2 separate regions of the Anser cygnoides genome follow, and region 1 is linked to region 2. Evidence: chromatin contacts called from public Hi-C data. All regions are on one chromosome and are shown on one strand. The core of a region is the stretch at or near the end of the contact, and the rest is flanking DNA. Distances in the headings are between cores, read along the strand shown. Region 1 overlaps PFKFB3 (6-phosphofructo-2-kinase/fructose-2,6-biphosphatase 3). Region 2 has its middle 67 kb from the start of PFKFB3.

Region 1 (6,145 bases), core at 469-2,968, 60 kb before region 2:
GTGCGTCACCCCTTCCCAACACACCCTCAACTACAGGGAAATTCGTCTTGCCGTAAAACAACCCTGCCTCCCTCCCCATCGCCTCCCTGCTGCGATGACAGGAGCTTCATCCCTGCATTCTTGCGTGTGGCAGGAGCCATCCCGCCTGGTGAAGGCGAGCTCCGGAGGTGTTCGCCTAAAATCAGATGACCGCGGGCTCTTCGCCGAGGGACGTGGGAGGATTTCAAAACCAGCAGCCGGCAAGGCGTGATCGCTCTTTGCCTGCCGCGTGCGTGCACGCACGCACACGGGTGCTGCCTTCAGTCTCCACAGGGCACCCAGCAGTTCATGAAACACAGACACATTTTCACAGCTGAAAGGCTGAAAAAAAAAAAGGTGATCAGGGATTTTTATTTAGTTAGTTTTTACCCCAGGGGCATCATGCTGTTGGTTCGTATTTGGCTGCTGAGTTTCTTCGCCCCTCTCCCCAGTCCTTTATTCCCCATCTAAGGGTTTAATCCCCATCTGAGTCCTTTAATCCCCATCTGAGATTTATCACTTGTGGCAAGGGAAACTGAGGCAGGGGAGGGTGCAGCGCTGTGCTGGTGGCTGTGGCTTTTTGGAGACCTTCAGGACCCGAGCAGAGAGGCGCAGGGCTGCAACGAGCCCGTGCTATTTCTAGCAAAAGCAGTGATTTGATGCCATGGGACGACAAGTCTGACGCACTGTACCTGGCTGCTCATGGCCATGACACTGCTACTGTACCGAAACGGGCTGTCCCCAACCTCCCCGTGCCCTGGGGCTTCATGGGGAGCTTTGGTGAGACAACCCCGGGGCACCTGCTGGTGGCTCTGCCCCAGGATTTGTGATCACGCTGTCCTCTACGTGTCTGGCTGCATCCCATCCTGGGCAGAGCATCCCTCCGGGTGCCATCCCCACTGGAGCCCGGTGCATCCCCAGTGATTTGGGGCCACGCACACAATTCTGCAGGGTGCTTGCAGTCTTGCTGCCGGTTCCTTTCCGGCAGCAGCGTGGCAGGGATCCAAACCCCTTATCTGCAGCTCCAGCGCACTCCGCATCAAACCTGTCCCTGCCGGAGCACGCAGCATGTGTCCCCTGTCCCAGGGCAGGGACATCCCGGTGTGCATCGCTGCTCCGCACCTTAGGGTAGTGTGACACATGGCTTGAACATCAGCCCGTGTAGGTGTTAAAACCCCACCCAGAGAGATTTGGGTTGGAAAGTGGGGAAAGCTGTATTTGTTCTGGGAACAGATTATCTGAGCTCAGGCTGCAGAGGCTGGGGTGTACAAATATCTCCCTGTGAAACAACCCAGGTAGAAACGGCGCTGCTTTGGGGCTGGGGAACATGAAATATTAAATTTACTAGAAAAAAAAAAGGAGGTGCTGCTGTGTTCCCGAGCAGCCTCAGCCCTGGTTTTGGCTCGCCTGGTAGGACCGGCAGCAGGTTTTTGGGCAGGGACACGGCAGGGCTGGAGTTAAACCAGCTGCAACACAAAACCCCTTCCAGACGAGATGATTTATTTCCCTCCCCGAGCACTCCTCTTGGCAGCTCGCTTGCCCGAGCTGACCCGGGGAGAGCCCTATTGCAGGGCAGCAGGGTAAACTTGTTTACGGCTTCTTTTCTGGCAGGCACGCGGCGGATGGTGGGGCCGTGGGGCTTCCGAGCACATGCAAGCCCGCGGAGCGTGCACGGGCTGTGCACGCCCTGCTCACGCGTGCGCGAGGAGGATGTCCTCGCTGCATCCACTTCCCCAGTCACCAGCAGGGACACGGGCAGCAGGAGCTGGTGCCTGGGTCTCCTCCACCGAGGAGATTTCTAGGAAAGCTCGGGAACAGCTCGGCTTGGTAAACAGCAGAATTTGTTAAACTCGCTAGGATTTATTGCGAGTGGTTCCAGGGTAAAATCGGGCATCCTGCCTCCTGCACTCACATCTATTTTCAAGCCCCCAAGGGGGACGGAGCCCCCCTGCCCGTGCACAAATTTCAGTCCCTGGGGTGCTCTGGCTGCTCCTGCACTTCTGGTGCCTTGCTCGTGGGCTTCAAGGCAGGGACTAAATGCCCACCACAGAGCTGATTTCTGTGTTGGGATGCAAGGAAACCAAGTTATTCTGCCCCTAAAAATACAGATGGGCACTGCCAGTTTACTCTGCATGAGTGGAGAATAAATTTATCGTAGCCAGGGATATAATTTTGGAGGAAACTGGTCCTTTCAACCCAGGGTGTGACCTGGGCAAACATCCAACCTTGATGCCAATAGGAGACTGTAGCACGCCCAGGGCAGAGATCGGAGTTTTTGACTTGGTTTTAATCCTGCTCAATGATTTTCTTAGAAAGCCCTCTGATTAATGAGGGATTTCTAACAGGAGCAGCAGGATGTGGCAGGGGCTGGGGTTTGGGCTTTTGCAGCCCAAGGAAGCTCCTTCACCCCAGCACCACGGGATGCTGCCCGGTTTTGTGCCAACACCACTGCTCCGGGGACGGACCCACACTGCGAAACAACACTACCTTTGCAAAAAATAATAAAAAATAAATTTAAAAAAGCTGTTATATTTTCTCCAGTCTGGGTCCATTTCCCAGCTAGAGACCCAGGTCCAGCTGACAGCTGAGGACAGGGCTCTGGGGTGCGATGAGGGAATCTGAAACAGCTTTGCTACCAAAATTGCTGTGTTTTGAACCGTGCCCTGAGTGGGATGAGTCAAGGCAGAAGAGGCACCTGTCAGCAGTGATATGTTTGCTTGTTTCTCCAAGGTTTCTTTGCCAAAGGCAGGCAGTGGGTTTCCACCTCAGGAGCTGGGAACAACACGTGCATGTGGGAGCACGGTCTGCAAACCCTTTGGTCCTCTTAAACGTGAAATTGCCTCTGGTTGCTGCTGGGTTTCCTCTTCCTCAATCTCTCTTCCCCTCTTTTGTCTTTTTTATTTTTTATTTTTTTAATTTTTGGGTGCAGCTGAGCTGCTCAGAAACTAACCCAAGTCAAACACCGTGAATCCGAGAGCAATTTAACAAACCATCAAAGAATGCCCAACAAATTGTTGTTGCAATGGCAGCGATTTGCGTAACTTGGTGGAGAACACGTGGGTGGAAAGAGGGCTTTTCTAGAGACGGATTTACAGTCTGAGAGCCAAATTTTGGAGAATCTATTGGTACCTTTTCTGGTTTGGGCTCTGGCTGTGCTACCGGGCTGTGCTTGCAGCCGCGGGGTTGAGTTGGCGCTGTCGCCGCGGTGGCTAACGGCCCGGCTACGAACGAGACGAGACAAAGCAGCGAGGGATGTGGCTGATGTGTGCCAGGGCTTAGTCACCCCGTTTCATCGATGACTTGACTCTGTCTGAATGCAAAATGACCAGATTTTAAAGTAGCATCAGAAGGCAGCAGGGATGGAGGCGATCGCGTGTGATCCCGCACGTGTCCCGCAGCCCGAGGGAGCCGTGCTTGTCCAGGCTTGGTGGGCTGTGTGGGGTGGGTTTTTGGGGCTGGCCACCTCTGGAAGGAGCATCAGTTTAAGGCGAGATGGGGAGGGGACCCACAGCACATCCCTGCTCACAGCATGGGCTGAAAATGAGGGGGAGTGCAGCTAATGCGACCCTTGCCTTCACCCCAAGCCCACACTGGTGGGATGCCCGGCAGCTGGGGCTGCAGGAAGACCTTGCTCTTACAGAGCTGGCAAGTTTGGGAGATGCTCTGGGCTCCATGCACACCTCCGTGAGTGCCAGCACACACAGGGGTGCAGACTGGGGCTCCCGTTGGCTCAACACATGGGTTGGGCGACCCCAGAGCCTCTCAAACCCCAGAGCCTGCCTGACCTCAGAGCCTCTCCAACCACACCATCACGATGCTTTGCCCAGCAGCAGGAACGATGCGCCCATCACTCAGGTGCCCCAAACCACCCAAACCCAGGCAATAAACGCATGGCACGAAGCAAAGGCAGGTTGTGCCTTCATCCTGAGCCCGGCTCGCTTTCTGTACTGGGAAGCTGGCAGGCGAACCCGCCCGGCTGCCAGAGCCCGTGGTGACTCAGGACGTGCTGTAGCAGTTGTTTGGATGCAGCCTGAGCCCGGGGTAAACAGCCGGGCAGGGAAATGCGAAACCCTCACCCCGACCTCGCCGTCACTGCCAGGACGTCAGCACCAGGGCGTTGCAAGCAGGGACGTGCTGAGCCCCCCAGCACGGCGCTGAACACGAGGACACGGTGCAGAGGAACACGTGGGATGAGCCCACGTCCCCCCGCAGCTGTTTGTTTGGGGTTTGAGGAGTAGGAAGGGGAAATTGCAGCCCCCTTAGGGCAAGGAGTGTGCGCTCTGATTCCCCAGTGAGCGGTGGTGCCAGAAATACCGAAGCAGGTGCAGTACGAGTGGTTTTCCCCCTTCTCCATCACACTCGGTGGGGACAGCTCATGGTCAATGGGATGGGAAACGTGTGCGTCCATCTGTGCGTCCCAGATCTCATGGCTCTGGTTCTTAGCTCAAGTGGAAGCAGCTGGCTGGGGAGAAAACTGGGTCATTCCCAATGTTACGAAGCATGGTGGCTGCCCTCCTGTTCCCTACCAAACTACCATGTCCCCAAATGCCAGTTGGCTGCTATCTGCTAAAGTCCAGGGCAGAAATCTAAATGTTCAGCCGAGTTTTCTTCTTTCCTTTTCTTTTTTTTTTTTTTTTTTACCTCCCCCCCCTCCAAGAAGCTGTTAACTGCTTGTCATTGTGGCTTGGAAAATGCAAATACATTTGAGAAAATATGTTGGCAGCAAGCTCCCCGTATTTCAGTTTGACCTAATATCTCAGAGAAATTTCCCGTTAATATTTTTCATGTCTGATTGGAAAATATCAGTGAAAAAAGAAACGAAATTCTGTAAATATTTTTGGAACATCTTAGACTTTTCTTTTTTCCACCTAGGTCTCATGGCATGGAAATGATTAAACAAAATACATAAATTGAAAACTTCTGGTAGGAATTAGATAAACTGAAATATTTTCTCTACATGCAGAACAAAATTTGAGAAAAGCCTGATAAGAAAATCTGGTTATTTAACCTCTGCATTCCAGCAAACTGTGCAGTCTGCTTCCATCAGACTCAGCTCCAGAAATTGGTTAAGTCATTAGGAGATCTGAAAGGTTACCTGGGGCTGTGCAGAGCTCCAGCAAGAGATATGGAAACTCAGCCTGGCTCCCACAGCTGAAGACAGACCTCCTTGAGATGTCCATCAAGAGCAGATCCTCATCTTTCATCAAGATATCTTTCATCTCTTGATCATTTTCATTCCTGGTTCAGAGAACTCAGAAATCCTTGCCATCTCATGATGGATTTTCAGTTGGCTGGTCCTTGGACATCTTTCAGCATAGTCGTGGACCTTCCTATTCTGAATTTCAACCTATTGACCATACACGCTTGGTTGTTTTTCACAAACATCCTAAAAGTCCCTGCAGGTCTCAGGTTTAAAAGCATGTGACAACAGCCTGGGACACTTAGACCTCACTTCTTGGTGGCTTGTGGTTTCCGCCAACTGGATGGAGAGGTGAGCCCTTGGGGAGGGAACAGGGAACCGAGGAGTGGTGCTAGTCCCAACCATGGTTCTTCTCAGCTGGGATCGAGGTGTGGGATGCTGTTGGGCAACCATCACCTGCCATTGCCTGCATGGTCCCAGCCCTGCAAGGAAGCAGGGACGAGCAGGTTGTCGATACAGCAGACGTGCTCACAAGGGCGTGGAAAGATACTCAGCACGTACGCAGTTTCGAAATGTAGCTCCTCATCAAAGCTTCATCCTAACTCCCAGTGCGGGTTCGTGTCTCGAGGAGCAAGGCTTGAGTCTTGAGGAGCAAGGAACTGTGTTTTGGATCACCTCATGCTGGAGCCTACCAGGATTTGCATCGGATGGCTTGGCTGTAGACCATGCACTGAGCTCTCCCCCCATGCTCACAGGCCATGGATACCTCCAGGATCAACTTAACCTGGTTTCAGTGTCCGTGGCAGGGCAGGTGAATCACTCTAGGAGTGCCCATTTCTCTCTGCAGATGGTCAGAAGCGACCAGCTCCTTGCAGACACCCAAAGTGACACAAATCCTTCCCAAATACTACCCACAGCCTTCTTGTGGATGCTCCCAACAGCAGATCCTCCCAGGAAGCTGCCCTGTAGGATGGTGTTTTATCACCC
Region 2 (5,422 bases), core at 1,152-3,651:
GCAAACGAAGGCACATCTTGCCTCACGATGTAAAAGAGGAGCACTCAAGTCTGACCCACAGCCCTGGAATGTAAACTGGAGTCCTTCTTCTAATTGCAAAAGCAGCCAGTGCCTCTGCGGGGGGAGCGGGACCTGTTTCGGTCTCTGTTAGTTCTCATACCAGGTCCAATCTTGTGATTTATGGGCTAGGGCTGGACGATGCCAGTGGCTTTGGACTCCCGGTGGCTCCAAAGGCAAGTGGTTTCAGCTCAGGATTGGGCTGAGAGGGGGCTTTTGGTGTGAAGCACTGCTTTGGATGGGCAAAAATCACTGTGAATTCTGCCTGAGTTCAGCAAATGATTGCAGATGAAAAGAAAAAAGTGGGAAACATCATACATATATATTTTTTAAAGCTAGGATTCAGGCATCTTCTGACAGGCCCTGCCTCCTAAAGTTCATGCAGTTTTCTTCCATTCTTTGCTAGGGATGGGAGGTTTTTGTCTCTAGGCAAGCAGCAGAAAGGGGAAATTTGAGGAAAGATGCAGAGGAATCAAGGACCCGGGAGGCCCTGCTGCTCAGCATCGGCTGTCCCTGCCCCTGCAGGCTGAGCTCCAGGTGCTGGGTTGGGGTGTCTGAAACAACAAGATGCCAAGGCTGCGTGTGACTTTTGAAAAATTACACAGAAAATGTCTTTATATACATATACATATATATATATATATTCTCCTATTTTAAAGTCGAGGTTTCCCACAAGACCTTAATTATTTCAATGTACAACTCTGTATAAACAAGCAGAGAAACAGGTTAGCAGAGAATTAGACCTCTCTCCTGCACCAGTGGAGGGGAAACGTCTCTGTCTGAGGGCTTCAGGCAGAGCTGGCATGTGTTTGCCAGAGCTGCTGAAGACATTCGAGTTTCACTTCACTGTGGGAACTTCGGCTGTGGTCGAGCCTGCCGTCACTGGCAACATCACATAGTTTTGATGCAAAGCTTTTACTCGCATGGAGAAATTTATTATTTTTTTCTTCTACAACTGCAGCCCTGGCTGGGGAAATGAAGGATGGGGCCTTTGCACGGCTCTGGTTATAACACTGGTTATGTCTGACCATGAGGCAGAAAGCAGACGTTTTCACTTTTCTATCTCTACTCCTTGTATGCAGCAGCAAACTGCAGCCCGCAGCGAGGAGGAAGTTGCTGTTTTAGATTTCCTTTCAGGTGCAGCCTCTTACGGCGTGACTCATTTTGTGTTTATCATTGACACATGACTGCTTCTTTCCTTCTTTCTTTCTTTCTTTCTTTTTCTTTCTTTCTTTCTTTCTTTCTTTCTTTCTTTCTTTCTTTCTTTCTTTCTTTCTTTCTTTCTTTCTTTCTTTCTTTCTTTCTTTCTTTCTTTCTTTCTTTCTTTCTTTCTTTCTTTCTTTCTTTCTTTCTTTCTTTCTTTCTTTCTTTCTTTCTTTCTTTCTTTCTTTCTTTCTTTCTTTTTCTTTCTTTTTCTTTTCTTTCTTTCTTTCTTTCTTTTTCTTTCTTTCTTTCTTTCTTTCTTTCTTTCTTTCTTTCTTTCTTTTTCTCTTTTTTCTCTCTCTCTCTCACTCTTTCTTTCTTTCTCTTTTTCTTTCTTTCTTTTTCCTTCTCTTTCTTTTTCTCTCTCTCTCTCTCGCTCTCTTTCTTTCTTTTTCTTTCTTTCTTTCTTTCTCTTTCTCTCCTTCTCTCTTTCTCTCTTTCTTTCTTTTCCTTCCCTCCTTCCTTCCTTCCTTCCTTCCTTCCTTCCTTCCTTCCTTCCTTCCTTCCTTCCTTCCTTCCTTCCTTCCTTCCTTCCTTCCTTCCTTCCTTCCTTCCTTCCTTCCTTCCTTCCTTCCTTCCTTCTCTCTTTCCTCATAGTTTGGTCTGAAATAACTAGCTCTTTAACTTCTGAGGATGTCTTTTGCAGCTGATGTGTATGTGAAACATAAAGAACCACGGCCAGGAGCTGACTCATCTCCACTTCCCATGGTTCTGTCTACACTGCACCACACCTAGGCTGAAGGCAGGACCAATGCTGCATGCACTAGCCAGAGTGAAGGAAAAGTTTGGCAATGAATTAGTGGGAGAGAAGAGGGAATGTGGATACAGTGCTTTTGGTCTACTCAAATCATGATATTTTCTGTGTCCTGTGGTAGCCATGGGACTGGGGGCCCTGTGGCATGGGGATCTCTTTGCTGTTTGACACTTCTCTGGACAAACTAAGAGCAAACCTTCATCCCCAAGCATGCACAGCCCCAAGGGAAAGAGGCAAAACTGTGCCCAGAGATGTAGAGGGACCCAAGAAGTCCAGATCTAAATGGTTTAGGCAGCCAGAAACTGCAGTCACTGCTATCAGAGCATGCCATCCCCTCTTCTGCTGCCCGTCCCCCTACCACGTGTGGCTCCTTCTCCCACTGACTCCTACATCTGCATGGCCTCGACAACATAACCCTCCGACAAGGTCTGAAGTGAGTGGATTCAGTTGCATCTCACATGCCTCGCTGCTCAGTCCCATGATTTTGCATTGTTGTTTCAGGTTCTTCTTCCTTTTTGTCCTCATTTTGCTCTTTTGAACCTTCTCTGACCTCTTATGGGGCTTATTTCTGCCTCATGCCAACTTCTGGTAGGCTCTGGAAGGCTGTTTCTCTCAAGGTTGATGGTGGATAAGTCAGGAAAGGTTGTCGTAATATCTTGTAAGCACATGTAGAAATATAAACTTTGATTAAAAAAAGAATTCAGGTGTTTGCAATTTCCTTTTTTGGCTGACTCTAAAGAAATCTCTGTCCCATTTTGAAGCACAGTGAAAACAAGGGGAAGCACCGGTTTTCTCGGATGCTTCATCATATCTGATATGTTGAAAGTGATTTTGAAATCACCCTAAACTGAGATCAAAGGCTTCTGCAAGGTAATAACTCTGAAGCCCAAATTAATGCAGTTCAGAAGATGGTTAATGATTAAATGACAACTTCAGCATTGAGTTCTCTGGTTCATTAGCACCATATGATTTCAGATTGCTCCAATATCTTGGTGGCCCTGAAATCCCAGCCATATCTTTCATTCCTGTAGCCCAACTGAAAAAAAAAAAAAAAAGCCATGGGAGATAATAGCAACATTTCTGATTGCTCTCTCTAGGAGAGAGCCAAACCACATGGCACACTGTGTATTACGACACGACGGGAAGGTTAAACCAGGACTTGACCGATCACAGATGGTCACCTGTCCATCTAAAAGGATCAGTCACCCTCAAGGGGCTTTGCAGTGTTTTTATTTAGCCCAGAGGGCATGCATCTATCTCGCCATGTGATTTTTAAGCTAAAATCGGCACCCCTAAAATTGTTGGAGGCTGTCCTCTCTTCCTTTGGATACTTACAGTGTTGGTGTCTTCATGTGAGCCTGATGTCTGAGCTCCTAAGTACTCACTGGACATCTAGGGTAGCTTTCAATTGCCTGGATGCCAATGTCTGCTGCCACCTTAGTCTCTGTGATCAATCCTGCCTGGTCTTCAGCTTCTGTGCTAGAAGAGCAGATGTCCCCTGTGTTCCTGTATCACATCTGTCAGTCTTGAGCAAGTGTCTCAGATACCTTTGGGCACTGCAAAAGTTTCCAGATGTTTAAGCACCTGTATCCTGCCCCTACTTGGTATCTAGATCTTGGGATCTAGAAAGCTAATTCCACGCATAAGTATCTAGGACCACTTGAAAGGCATCCTGTGTGGGTTCCAGGTGTCTCTCCAGGTACCCTGGTCTTCCACAGGTGCTGTGCAACATCTGAAAGTCCTTTCCAGATGTTTCAAGCATTCAAGGGTGTCTCAAATTGCAATAAATGTCTTTATGTTACTAAAACAAGCAATCAAATCAAGCTCCTGAATTTGTCCCCAGCCAGCTCCACCAGGCAGAGAGAACCAGAAGTGGGATTTTGGTGTCTGCTTGGAAGAGCTGGGCTCTGGATGAGTCAAGGAAGAGAGACTTAAGACAGCAAGAGACTGTGGTTATTAGTGAGAGCAGAAAGGAAGGGCAGGAAGGAAGTGGTCTGGCAGAAAAACAAGGAAGTCTCTACACTTGTCCTGTGTTTCCTTTCTCACTTGACTTGTTTTCTGTTTCAAACACTGTTGTTGGTAGCGCTGTAGACCACGCAGAAAACTGGGTGGTTTGGGCATTGCAATTACAAACTTCCTTCTTGCTAGTCTAATAAAAAGCCAAAGGAGAACATAGCACAAAGAACACTGCCCATGTTTGACACCTTCCTTATTTACCAGAGAGTCATCATCTTTGGTATTTAATGGTTCTGTAAAATTCTGAGGGGTTGCACTACAGTGTAAGTGATAAACGTGATAGAGACATGTTACGTAAAGGCTATAGTTTGAAGGCTGTGAAACAGGACCTGCTGGGCAGAAAAGCTGAAATCTCAGGTTTGGAGGATACAGAAATGTGAATCAGAGATGAGCCCGGGGAGTTACGCAGCTTGCAAAACATCCTGCCCTGACTGGGAAGTGGTCTTTCTTATCTCTGGCAGCCATTGTGGAGAGTACAAAATTAAATGAATAGCATAGCTCTTTGAGAACATGCAGGTGAAGATGCCTGCACAGCTTCTGGGGCTTACTGGCAACACATTCTGCCTCCCTTTGGCACCTTCCAATTTCAGATATTTAGGGTTGGAGGTGGCCATCATCTCACCCCAGTTCAGGACCTTGATTCACTTGCTCGAACTTGCTCCAGGCCTGAAAGGTCTACGTGGAGCTGGCAGATATGACCCAGGATCTGCAAGACAACAAATCTACCTTTGGGATTGGCAGCTGGAGGCTAGATAGGTCATGTCAGCTGGCACTGGACACCCCAACTGTAAGGGATTTCCATAGCATTAGGGCAGTAGAGTGAGATCTAAGGACTGGGTCCATAGAGATACCAAGGTGTGGGACCTCCATTCAGACTTAGTCACCCGCAGACCTTTATGGATATACTCCGACTCACCTTCACCCAGTTTGCACACCTTTGGCAAGTGGCTGCTCCAACTAAAACTTAGAGATTGTGTCAGAAAAATCATTACAAACCAGCCCTGAAAGCCCCAGGGATAGCTAAGCAGATTGGAAACATGGTGTAAAAAGGCAGCTGCTGTGCATGAGGCTTGAACATCGGCTTTGAAGAGTGATGATCCAGACCTTTCTCAAGCATCCCATGAATTTTCAAAAAAGAAAGAAAGAAAGCTGGAATTTAATAAAATACAGGTTTTCTTTTCTTTCTTTCCTTTTTTTTTTCCCCTCTCTTTTTATTTTTTCCCCTAGCTAAATTGCTTTCCTTATTCATTTCAGTTTTCCCAGACATTTCCACAGAGCAACTAAGAGTCATTTTTTTATTGACCTGTTTCCACTATCGGCACCTTGCTTCCAGTAAAACCACAACCCATTCCATTTGTTTTCACACTCATAGACAAACACATTTATCTGCTC

Evidence for each region. A called contact is a pair of places that touch in the nucleus more often than the background predicts.
Region 1: a contact with region 2 is called in a Hi-C map of liver, with 1.6 times the contacts expected there. The contact joins two enhancer-like sites. A contact is called at or near these places in 2 of 7 Hi-C or Micro-C datasets (blood and liver).

Annotation. Positions count from the first base shown.
Region 1 is chr1:4,027,428-4,033,572 of Taihu_goose_T2T_genome, forward strand. The region is part of intron 1 of PFKFB3 (6-phosphofructo-2-kinase/fructose-2,6-biphosphatase 3); the gene reads left to right. LOC125182647 (a long non-coding RNA gene) reads right to left here. Exons shown (of 4, transcript XR_010833828.1): 1 at 5,114-6,145; 2 at 4,333-4,476; 3 at 3,148-3,328; 4 at 142-360. Among named protein-coding and RNA genes, the nearest start is that of PFKFB3, 8.6 kb to the left of the region's middle. Within about 2 kb of position 1,719, at least 2 of the 3 cell types and tissues checked have open chromatin away from gene starts, as enhancers often do. A contact at or near this core is called in liver, where this site is marked.
Region 2 is chr1:4,086,455-4,091,876 of Taihu_goose_T2T_genome, forward strand. No RefSeq gene overlaps it. Among named protein-coding and RNA genes, the nearest start is that of PFKFB3, 67 kb to the left of the region's middle. Within about 2 kb of position 2,402, at least 1 of the 3 cell types and tissues checked has open chromatin away from gene starts, as enhancers often do. A contact at or near this core is called in liver, where this site is marked.